Linked DNA regions of Sus scrofa: region 1 is linked to region 2. The links are chromatin contacts, called in public HiChIP or PLAC-seq maps. All regions are on one chromosome and are shown on one strand. The core of a region is the stretch at or near the end of the contact, and the rest is flanking DNA. Distances in the headings are between cores, read along the strand shown.

Region 1 (4,601 bases), core at 1,555-4,054, 290 kb after region 2:
CTCCAGGTGGAGATTCTTGTGGTCCCCATTTTTCAGATGAGAAACTGGAGAAGGCGACTTACTTGCCAGAAGATGGTAAAGGTAGAGAGCGCTTATGCCAGGCGCTGTTTCCTGAGGGAACCAACACACATCCCCAATCCTTCCTCACAGCACCGCCTCCCTGATCCCAGCTGGTGAATCTTCATTCTCACTTTCCCTGCTGTCCTTACTATCTGGGTTGTGCTCAGGCCCATGACACGGAGGCAGAAGTCCACTGGAGGATTTCTGAGAAGCTTCTAACTTTTCTGGCAAAAGAGTCTGGCATTGCGCACCTTTCCCCTCCCTCTTGCCTCCAAGGGACCATCCTGCCCCAGGGCCACTTCCAGCAAAGCCTTCAGCTAAGGACGCCTGTGCTGAACTCAGAGAAGTCTTGCACTAACCCTGGACTGCCTATTGTTCTTGATATATTAACCGCAACTAGGCAGGCTCTCTGTTATTTAGAACCAAAAGGATTAGATCTGGGAGGCCAGGATTCTAACGCAGGAAATTTGATTCCAGAGCCTGTGACCTTAATCCTATTCCTCCCTGTTTCACTCTGCCTTTTGCTCTCTTTCCTCTGGCCCCACTGACCTCTCAGTTCCTCAAAACTACTGTGTTTCTTCCTGCCTCCCTCCCACAAACCTTTATTCTTCCCTTTGCCTGGAGCAATCTTCTACTTAGCCTTCAGATCTCTGTTTAAATATCACCTCCTCAGGGAAGCCTTTCCTGATCTTTTTACGTTTTCCAGACAAACTCTGTTCCCCGTACACCTGTTTAAAGAAACTTCTACTTGCCCCCTGTAGTCCTTGTCACAGTTATTAGCAAATAAGTATTTAATGCTTGTCTTCCTATGCTGCATGGTAAGCTCTTGAGGTTAGAGACTGCGTTCTGACTACAGAGTAGGCAGTCAATACATATTTATTAAATGAATGGATATTGGTGTTCCTCTCCCCAAGTCAATTCTTGAGCTAGAAGGATGAAGCTAGGAAGTCACTCATCTTACACATCCAAAACCACAGAGCCTGTCTAGGCTGGAATACATTTGTTTGACTCTTGTAGCTGCAATAAAGCTCTCAATGGAAAGGAAGAAGGGAAACTGAGCTCCAGGGCTTAATGTGAAAAGAGAGGAGATTCCAGAAAGAAAGAAAGGAATACTTCTGGTCCCAATAGAGTGACAATCTCAGAGACAGAAAAGTACAAGTAGAAAGAGCGAGTGGCAGAATGGAGACTGCAAATGAAAACGGCGATGGCCTTTTTCAGGAGGCCAGATATAGGCACAATATAGTATTTACTGTGATCTCGAGTTTTGCATCGAGATTTTCTGCGGGAAAACATTTCCAATTCTATAGAGGAGTTGTAGGAAAATATTTCAATTTATATAAACTTGTCTTATTGCCAAATTTCCTGTAGCCCATCTACTCCATTAAGCAAGAGGTAACTGGTTTGCATTGTCTTTTTAAAGTTACAATTTTGTGTTATTAGATCACTCTCCTGTCACCCTGAAACTAATCTTTTTATACTCTTTTCTCCTCCATTACCCTATAAATTCTTGAAGTTAAGAATTTTGTGATTTATTTCATTTTGCATTTTCCACACAGAGCACAGTGCCAGCACAGAATATGAATTCATTCTCTCTTGTTACAATGAAGAAACAAAATGCATAGGCATGTCAGGCATTTAGTAAATACATGTCAGATTGAATCTTTGATACATGACTTGGAATTGTTTCCCTTTCAAGGTATTTGTTCAGTGAGCATAATTACAGAGCCCACAAGCCAACCAAGTCTTCATTAGACAGAAAAACCAGAAAAGAGACTTCGAATTTTCAAGATAATAGGACCAGAAGTGGCTACCATGTGCCTACTTCAAGTGCAAAGACAACTCAAAACTTGAGATAAAAAAAAAAAAAAAACTCTAGAAAATTTCTCTGCTCACCACTCCTGACCATCCTCTGTATTCTCTCTTAACTCGGTATCCTAAGGGTGATGGGAAAAGGAGAATGCAAGGTAAAAAGAAATGGAAAGACAGATGGGACAGGAAAGACAGCTAATAACAGAAAAGAAAGAATGGATGGAGATGAGGAGCAAAGGGGAGACTGAAGGGAAGGTGAGGACTGGAATCACAACAGAAAATACAAAGAATGGAGTCAATACCTTCTCATTTTCTCCAGTCTCTGATTTTTTCCAGTCTGATAAAAGTGCATACGGATGTGTGTACTTGATCCTAATGTATGGCTTGCTCAAATCTCACAACTTCTTTTAAAAGAAATTAATTCGGAGTTAAATGTCTTCAATTTTTACAACCATATGCTTGTGGCTTTGGACATCTTCTGGTCCTGTTTATTAAAACCATCAACCAAGACCAGAGGTATAGCAGTAGAACTCCCTTAGCAGATGATGAATACAATCTAGTCCCACATTTACAGAAAGTGAAACTTCTTGAGTGTACATCATAATCTGCCTGTGCTGTAAACATGCCATGTTTTTATTTGCATAACATACAGATTGTTACCTGAGTGGCTTGTAGAAATGGGAATGGAATCAGGTCCTGATATGGGATAAAACTATGACACAACACATATAGGTAGCAAGGGAAAAAAATGTTTGCTTTAAATAGGTGAATTATATTTTCTAGTGCCTTAAAAAAAAAAAAAAAAAGAATGAAACTGAAAGAGGCAGCTTGAAGAAGCTTACACGTGTTTCAAACCCACATCCTGTTGTTATCCACCGCCCTGGCACAGAGGAGCTGGGAGGTGAACATTCTCACCAGGGTCCCATTTGTTCTGATTTGCAGACACCTCCTCCAAAGGGGGAAGTCACATTCACTCGCCCTGCTCCACATGGCTGGGCAATGGCCCAGGCGCCACCACTGAAGAGCATCATTTACTGAGTAAACATCTAAGCCCAAGAATACGGTGGTCAAATGCAGTGAGCTTAGACCTTCAGTTTAAAAGATTCTCTGTGCTTTATTCCAGCCACTATCAGCAGATTCTAAATCACGCGGGAGCAGAGCCCATGGGCCTGATGCTTAAAAGACATGATGACAATAACAAGAAAGGGGTAATGGGAGTCAGCCAGGGAGAATAAGAGCAACATGGTATACCCAGACTTTTGTTCCTTTTTCTTTACTTATTGGGTTGAAATGCTTGCATTTTTGCTTCAGGCAGATGTCATACTCTACCTTTTGTACAGGAAGCTGGAGAAGAAGGGGAGGATGACTGGTAGGAAGCAAGAAGAGGAGGACTTGCTAGGTGGGAGCAAAGAGTATTTTATAAGCCAAATGGCATTCTTTTTGGTTATTGGCCCAATTAGTTAAAAAACAAAATTTATAACTCTGTTCAGAACCCTTTCAAAGGGTGAAACCAATCCAAACAAACTTATGTTCCAATCATTGGACACTTGTTTTAAACGTGTATCTTGAAGTTGCTCCTTGATGTTCTTTTACTTAGCAACCACAGGCTCTTCCGAGCTACTTGCACGTCGTTTTAATTTTCTAAGAGGAGACCAGCCCCCTTCAAGATGTTCCACCAACTCGGCCTTGTTCTCCTCAGACGTTTCTTCTTTTTCTTCTTCCGAAAAGCATGTGTTGATAGGCTACAGGGAGTTGATTAAGATTTATTTTTTTAGACACGGTTTTCCCCTTGCCACTGTCAGTTGGCATCACTTGGATGGGAAACCGGGGTGAAGGATTCCAAGGCGGTTTGCTCCAATGCTTCCTTCTCACTAACCCTTGAAAAGGAAAACTGCCGAGAATGAGATGAAAATCTCTCTGCATCTGGAAGCATTTACACACAGAGGTGTCCTTCCCTTCAGTTGTTTGTCTAGAGTTTCCATTTCGGAACCAACTCGCCTTTCTCCTGTGGGGATGCTGAACACAACTGTTGGCAAAATCCATTTTATGCACCAATCCAGAGGCTCCTACAAGCTTAATCAGGCTGCAAAGGCTAACTGTGACTCATAAGATTTCCCCGACACACACACAAAAGTCAGAAGTCAAAAGAGAGCCAGTTGCTGAGGCCGACAGCAGCCACCAGCTAAACTGACAACTCAGCATATTGTCATCAAACCAGTTTCCTGCTTGGAAGACCTTGACTCCTCTTAGTAAGGGTGTCAGCACCTCTTTTCCCCAAACAATCTCAACATGAATGACAGGGCCTGAGTCCAGCAGAAGGTGTCTTTAATCTTTTTATGGTTCAATATAAAGGTTACCTGAAGAAAAGCCTTAGGATATGCTTTCAAGATACTGAGTTCCCTCTCTCGTTTTTTTTTCCTGAACATCAGTGTGTCATGTTTAGATTCAATCATTCTTTTAAAGAAGCAGAGAGGATGGGCTGGTCATCCACAGAGAAAGCTTATTCAACAAGACTTCCTATGGTCCTAGAAGCACCTGTGCATATTCCTACAGGCCTGTCAATCAAAGGACTCTTCTGAAACCCAGATTCCAACTGACTGTGGGGTGTATGTTCCCTCTGCGTGATGTGTATGTAGGAGGCAAAGCAGCGGAGTCTAGAAGGGTGATGGTTAGAAGAGAAAGAAGAGGAACCAGTCGGTACTCAGGCAATGCTGAACTAAAGGAGGTCCTTC
Region 2 (4,493 bases), core at 1,147-3,646:
TGTGGAGACAGCGTTTAAGCATTTGTACTGCCTTTGGCAACCACGGAGCAGGAAGAAGCTGAACTGTTCTCTCCCTTCCGGACTCACGTTTACGCTCTCGTTCCTAGTTCCATGGCTACACAATGAAGATTCAAAGGTATTTCAGAATTATACATTTCTTTCTCTTAATTTTATTTATTTTTATTGATGTTGTTTTTATTGATTTGTTTTAGAAACGTCTAGAGTCACTGGACAACCACTGTATAAAATATCAATTTTATTATTGCTCCATTAATAATGCTAATAAAAGGGAGAATGTCACACATCTTTTTTGGCAGAAGGGGAAGGTACCATTGAACCCCAACAACATGTTTCAACAGTGGAGCAAGAGAATTTGGTAGCCTTGTTCCCCTTGCCTCCTACACAGGCCCGTCTTTCTTTCAGCCTCTTTGACTCCCCAGAAAGACTATGTAAATATGCTCAGTGAGGCTGTGTTTACCTGGCCCCGCATTCCCTCAGCCTGGGCGAAACAAATGCCACAAAGCAGACCAAGCAAAGGTCCACCGTGCCTGAAAATTAAGCGGTGTTTCTCCAGTATTTAGTAGTTGCTGTGCCTATGAGATCTAAATACAGACTTTCGAAGCAAAGTGAGGAACACTGAAATGAGCCAAGTCAGCATTTCACTAGTATTAGAAGCTTCCCAGAGAGAAATTTGCCCATGACTATTCATAGTTCTCAGAACTTTCTGTGATATAGCAACAATATTACTGGTGACTCAAAGCAGGATTTCATAGAAGAGAACCACTTCTGAATTTTTTTAAACTATTTTTTTTTAACACATGAAATTACACACAATACAAAATACTTGTTTTACAAGTTGAAATCTTTACAGTTACGGATACAATTACAGTAATGCAAGTAATATTAGTGCATTCACTTAGAGCAGTTATCTATCTTCGTCGGGCTTAATGCAAAGCCAGGAATGAATTGTTTGCTTAAATTGCTTTCTAGTCTTTGTATTAAAAAAAGAAAAATTACTTCTACTTTGTGTATAATATGTCAGAATGAGAAACAAGGCCGACAATTAAGTAGTCTGGTATGTCTACGAAAGGGAGATTATATTCTGATAGCTTTTAAGTTGTAAATCCTGAAGTTTTGGTTGTGTATGTCTATCAAATCATCACTATCTCAGCTTTCAGGAGAATTACATCATCTTTGGTTATAGGCTGCCAACAAAACAGAAACTATAGACTACACCAGTTTTTTCCAAAGAATCCTGTATTTTAATGAATAGCTGAATAAATAGACATTAATTATGAAATTCACATTAAGATAGAAGAAAATCCAAACATTCTGATTGCTTTTTCTCTTAAATTTGATAGCTACTACAAAACATACTATTTATGTTAGGGTAAAAATAAGCTGAATCGCAGGAGTGTAACTGGGACGTGCTGGCAGATATATACAATAACATGGAGGAGCCATAAAATGAAAGTGTTTATATGTACATCATTTTTTTCCTTATTTTTTTGCATGGAGAAACACTGTTTTATAAAATGGGAAAACACACAGTAGACCACATGCAACAAGGACCAATACAATGTGCACAGCAGAATAATCCAACAAGACACAAGAACTATGGGTTTAAAAAAGAATTTGGGGGCAGCAAAAAAAAAAAAAAAAAAAAAAAAAAGGAAAGAAGTGAAACCTGGAATGCTTTCTTATTGAGGTTTCAGAATATAAATTTGTCTAACAAGCCTCTTGATAGTTTTCAAAAGTTCCCACTTGACCACCTAGGGTTGAAGTGTAGAGCTAAAAATAAACCATCGTATTATACAAAATTTTGTATATTAGCATACAAAAGGTAACAATTTACTTTTTGTATAAAATATAACCTTTTGATAGTATATTTATTTCACATATGTATAAATATAACCCAAAGAATATGCTTTAAGTATTTCTACCAAAATATTCTTTACAAAAGTTTACAAAACAAGTAATTTATTTATATTTACAACCCAGCACAGAAAAGATTTTCAGGCCAGTGATGTTGGTATTGTGTAAAAGAAAGAGAGTGCTTCTAGTCATCTGGAAGAGGATTTTGTAGAACTTTCAAAATGTGTTCTTTCTAGAACAGGTATTTAAAGAGTTATTAAATGACTTCAGTTAAATATCATTTGATAATTGAATATGTGAGTGTATAACTAAAAAGGATGAAGACAGCCTGTGTTCCTCTGGAATGAGGAAAATGATAGTGATATTTTGTATACATCCCGAATCAGCCCACATCTCCCCCATTTTACAGCTGATCTATTCCGTGACTCAACAGGAACTCTTATTTTGATACAGTGCTCAGCCCTGAGGGAGAAAACCTGGACAGAAAGGGCCCATCTAGCATGTGGCAATGATTCATCACATCAGGGACGGAAGAATGAGTAGGCTGCTACTAACAGGGCATGCTCTGTTTAGCTGTTCACCCAGATCATGCATCCAAATAAGGCCAAATTGTTTTTTCTCTCAATCAGGCTTTCCTTCAAATGCGATAAAATAGATTTGTACCCACCGGTACCTGCCATCCCGGTCCTGACTTTTTGCTTCTTATCTTCAACCAAAACATGATACCTTCTAATCTCAGTTTTGGTCTCTAAACTTCCTTTTCTTACAAATCAGTCTCTGGTCATCAAAATAAGCAGGCAGGGCCAGGCTCAAGTTCACCCAGCTTGAGAACTAATCAGCAGGGTCATCACGATAAGCAACACCCCAGCTTATCTGTGGTCGAATCCATCTCCTTTAGAGCAAGGCCCAGTGGGGTGTTTTCTTTTTTAAAAAGTGAAAGCTGATGCAGACAGGTGTGCACTAATATTTCGGTGTGATTAGGACCAGTTGTGACTGAATCCAAGATGTGGAAACTGGATTCAAAAATTGGTTGTGGAAGCCCAAATGAAGTTGGCCAGCTCTGTGTTCTTGTTTCATCACTAGACATAGCACAGCACATGTGAGAAAAGTGAAAAAGTGAGAGGGTGAATCTGGGGAAGAAATTCCATTGTCCCCTGGATACTCCCTAGGTTCTATCAGAGACCCTGTTTGGTTACTGCAAACAAACCTATAGCGTTTCAGTCTACCCTGGACGTCTTAGGAAACCTAAATGAAAAGGCAGAATGGAGAGATTAAAACATACTTATATATCTATGACAGCAAATTAAGGAATTTGTTGCTTGGAGCTTGGACCTAGTATCTCCTCATGACATGGGGTTTAAACAAGCTACAAATTCTACTACTTTTCTTTCAGGAAGAAAAGGAGCTTAGGAAGCCTATTTTATACAACTAATTACACATCAACATCACAGTTCTGTTTGGAGAAACTGGATACTGTGTTCCGGAGTTTAGACAGGGAAAAGTGATCCCACTGTTTTGCTTTCGGGTTTGAGATTTAAAACAAGCATTTGGACCAAAACGTTTCCTACGGCAGTTACTTTTTTGCTTTCCATTGCTAAACCCAGGTATCTTCATGTCGTTCAGCTAAAAGTCAACAGTTTGGCCTTGACAGAGTCCTTGTAAAATACTGCCTTTTAGTGCTTGGAGTTTGTGAATTGTCTCCTTTTTCTCCTCTAGGAGTTGTTCCCCAAGATTTCATCGAGATTGATGTCTTTCATCCAGTCATCATTACCAGGCTCTGTCTTCAATAAAGAATCGATGAAATCAGCATCACTGTTTAGGGCAGGGCCCATGTTATCAGTCTGTTGGTTGAGAAAGTCAAAAGCTAAGTCACTGCCATGGTCAGTTCCTTGAAAAGCCCTGGAACTTTGGCTGGGTGAAGGAAAACTGCCGGGTGTCAGGGATGGTGGCTGGTTTATGCCTGTCCTCGACCCTGTTCCTGACTGGTTCAAATTCGGCAAAATCTGTGAGCTTAGCTGATTGGGTCTGAGATTCAGACTTCTGAGCGGACCCATGGTTTGTCCATTTAATGTCTGGCTCATTTGGTTCATGGGCCGCATTTGCACTGCTGGTGTTAACTGATTAGGAGGAGCCACCGCTCTCTGGGAGAACTGCTGGCCACCTACCGCCTGCTGCAGGGGCTGGTTTGGAGTATAGGCTGTAGGGGTGCCGGTGGGGAAGCGAACTCCTGTGGACTTCAGTGCTTCCTGCTGTTTGGTTGTTGCTTCTTGAGAGGCCCAGTTTGGCGCTGTTGTGTTGGATGTGATCATTACATTCGATGTTCTCTGGGCTGGCAGGCTTGCCATGCTATGGGTTAAATTTGGTCTTAATTGCTGCGAATTGCCAACAGACCCAGCTCCAAAAGTGGCCACATTATTATTACTATTACTGGGCCCTAAAGTAGGTGGCCGTGGCATCAGAGGGTTGTTCTGACTTGCTATCAATTGGTTTGGGTTTCTCTGTTGGGTGAGTTGATTCATTCCTGAAGTGACGCTGTATGTGCCAGGTTGACTGCAAGGCAGATTCCCGTACATTCCTATGTTCTGAACTGCTGTGGATAAGGATGGCATTCTTGTCCC

The links. HiChIP or PLAC-seq counts read pairs in DNA pulled down with a chosen protein or histone mark.
Region 1: an H3K27ac HiChIP or PLAC-seq map of alveolar macrophages shows a contact between it and region 2. The contact joins two enhancer-like sites. A contact is called at or near these places in 1 of 47 Hi-C or Micro-C datasets (embryonic fibroblasts) and 1 of 2 datasets of contacts at active chromatin or transcription factors (alveolar macrophages).

The regions. Positions count from the first base shown.
Region 1 is chr9:28,283,342-28,287,942 of Sscrofa11.1, forward strand. All of the region lies in intron 1 of MAML2 (mastermind-like protein 2), which reads right to left. Among named protein-coding and RNA genes, the nearest start is that of MAML2, 87 kb to the right of the region's middle. Within about 2 kb of position 2,805, at least 23 of the 83 cell types and tissues checked have an H3K27ac peak or open chromatin away from gene starts, as enhancers often do. A contact at or near this core is called in alveolar macrophages, where this site is marked.
Region 2 is chr9:27,996,640-28,001,132 of Sscrofa11.1, forward strand. It overlaps MAML2 (mastermind-like protein 2), which reads right to left. Exons shown (of 4, transcript XM_021102335.1): 4 at 1-4,493. The coding sequence ends at 3,588. Among named protein-coding and RNA genes, the nearest start is that of MTMR2, 24 kb to the left of the region's middle. Within about 2 kb of position 2,397, at least 16 of the 83 cell types and tissues checked have an H3K27ac peak or open chromatin away from gene starts, as enhancers often do. A contact at or near this core is called in alveolar macrophages, where this site is marked.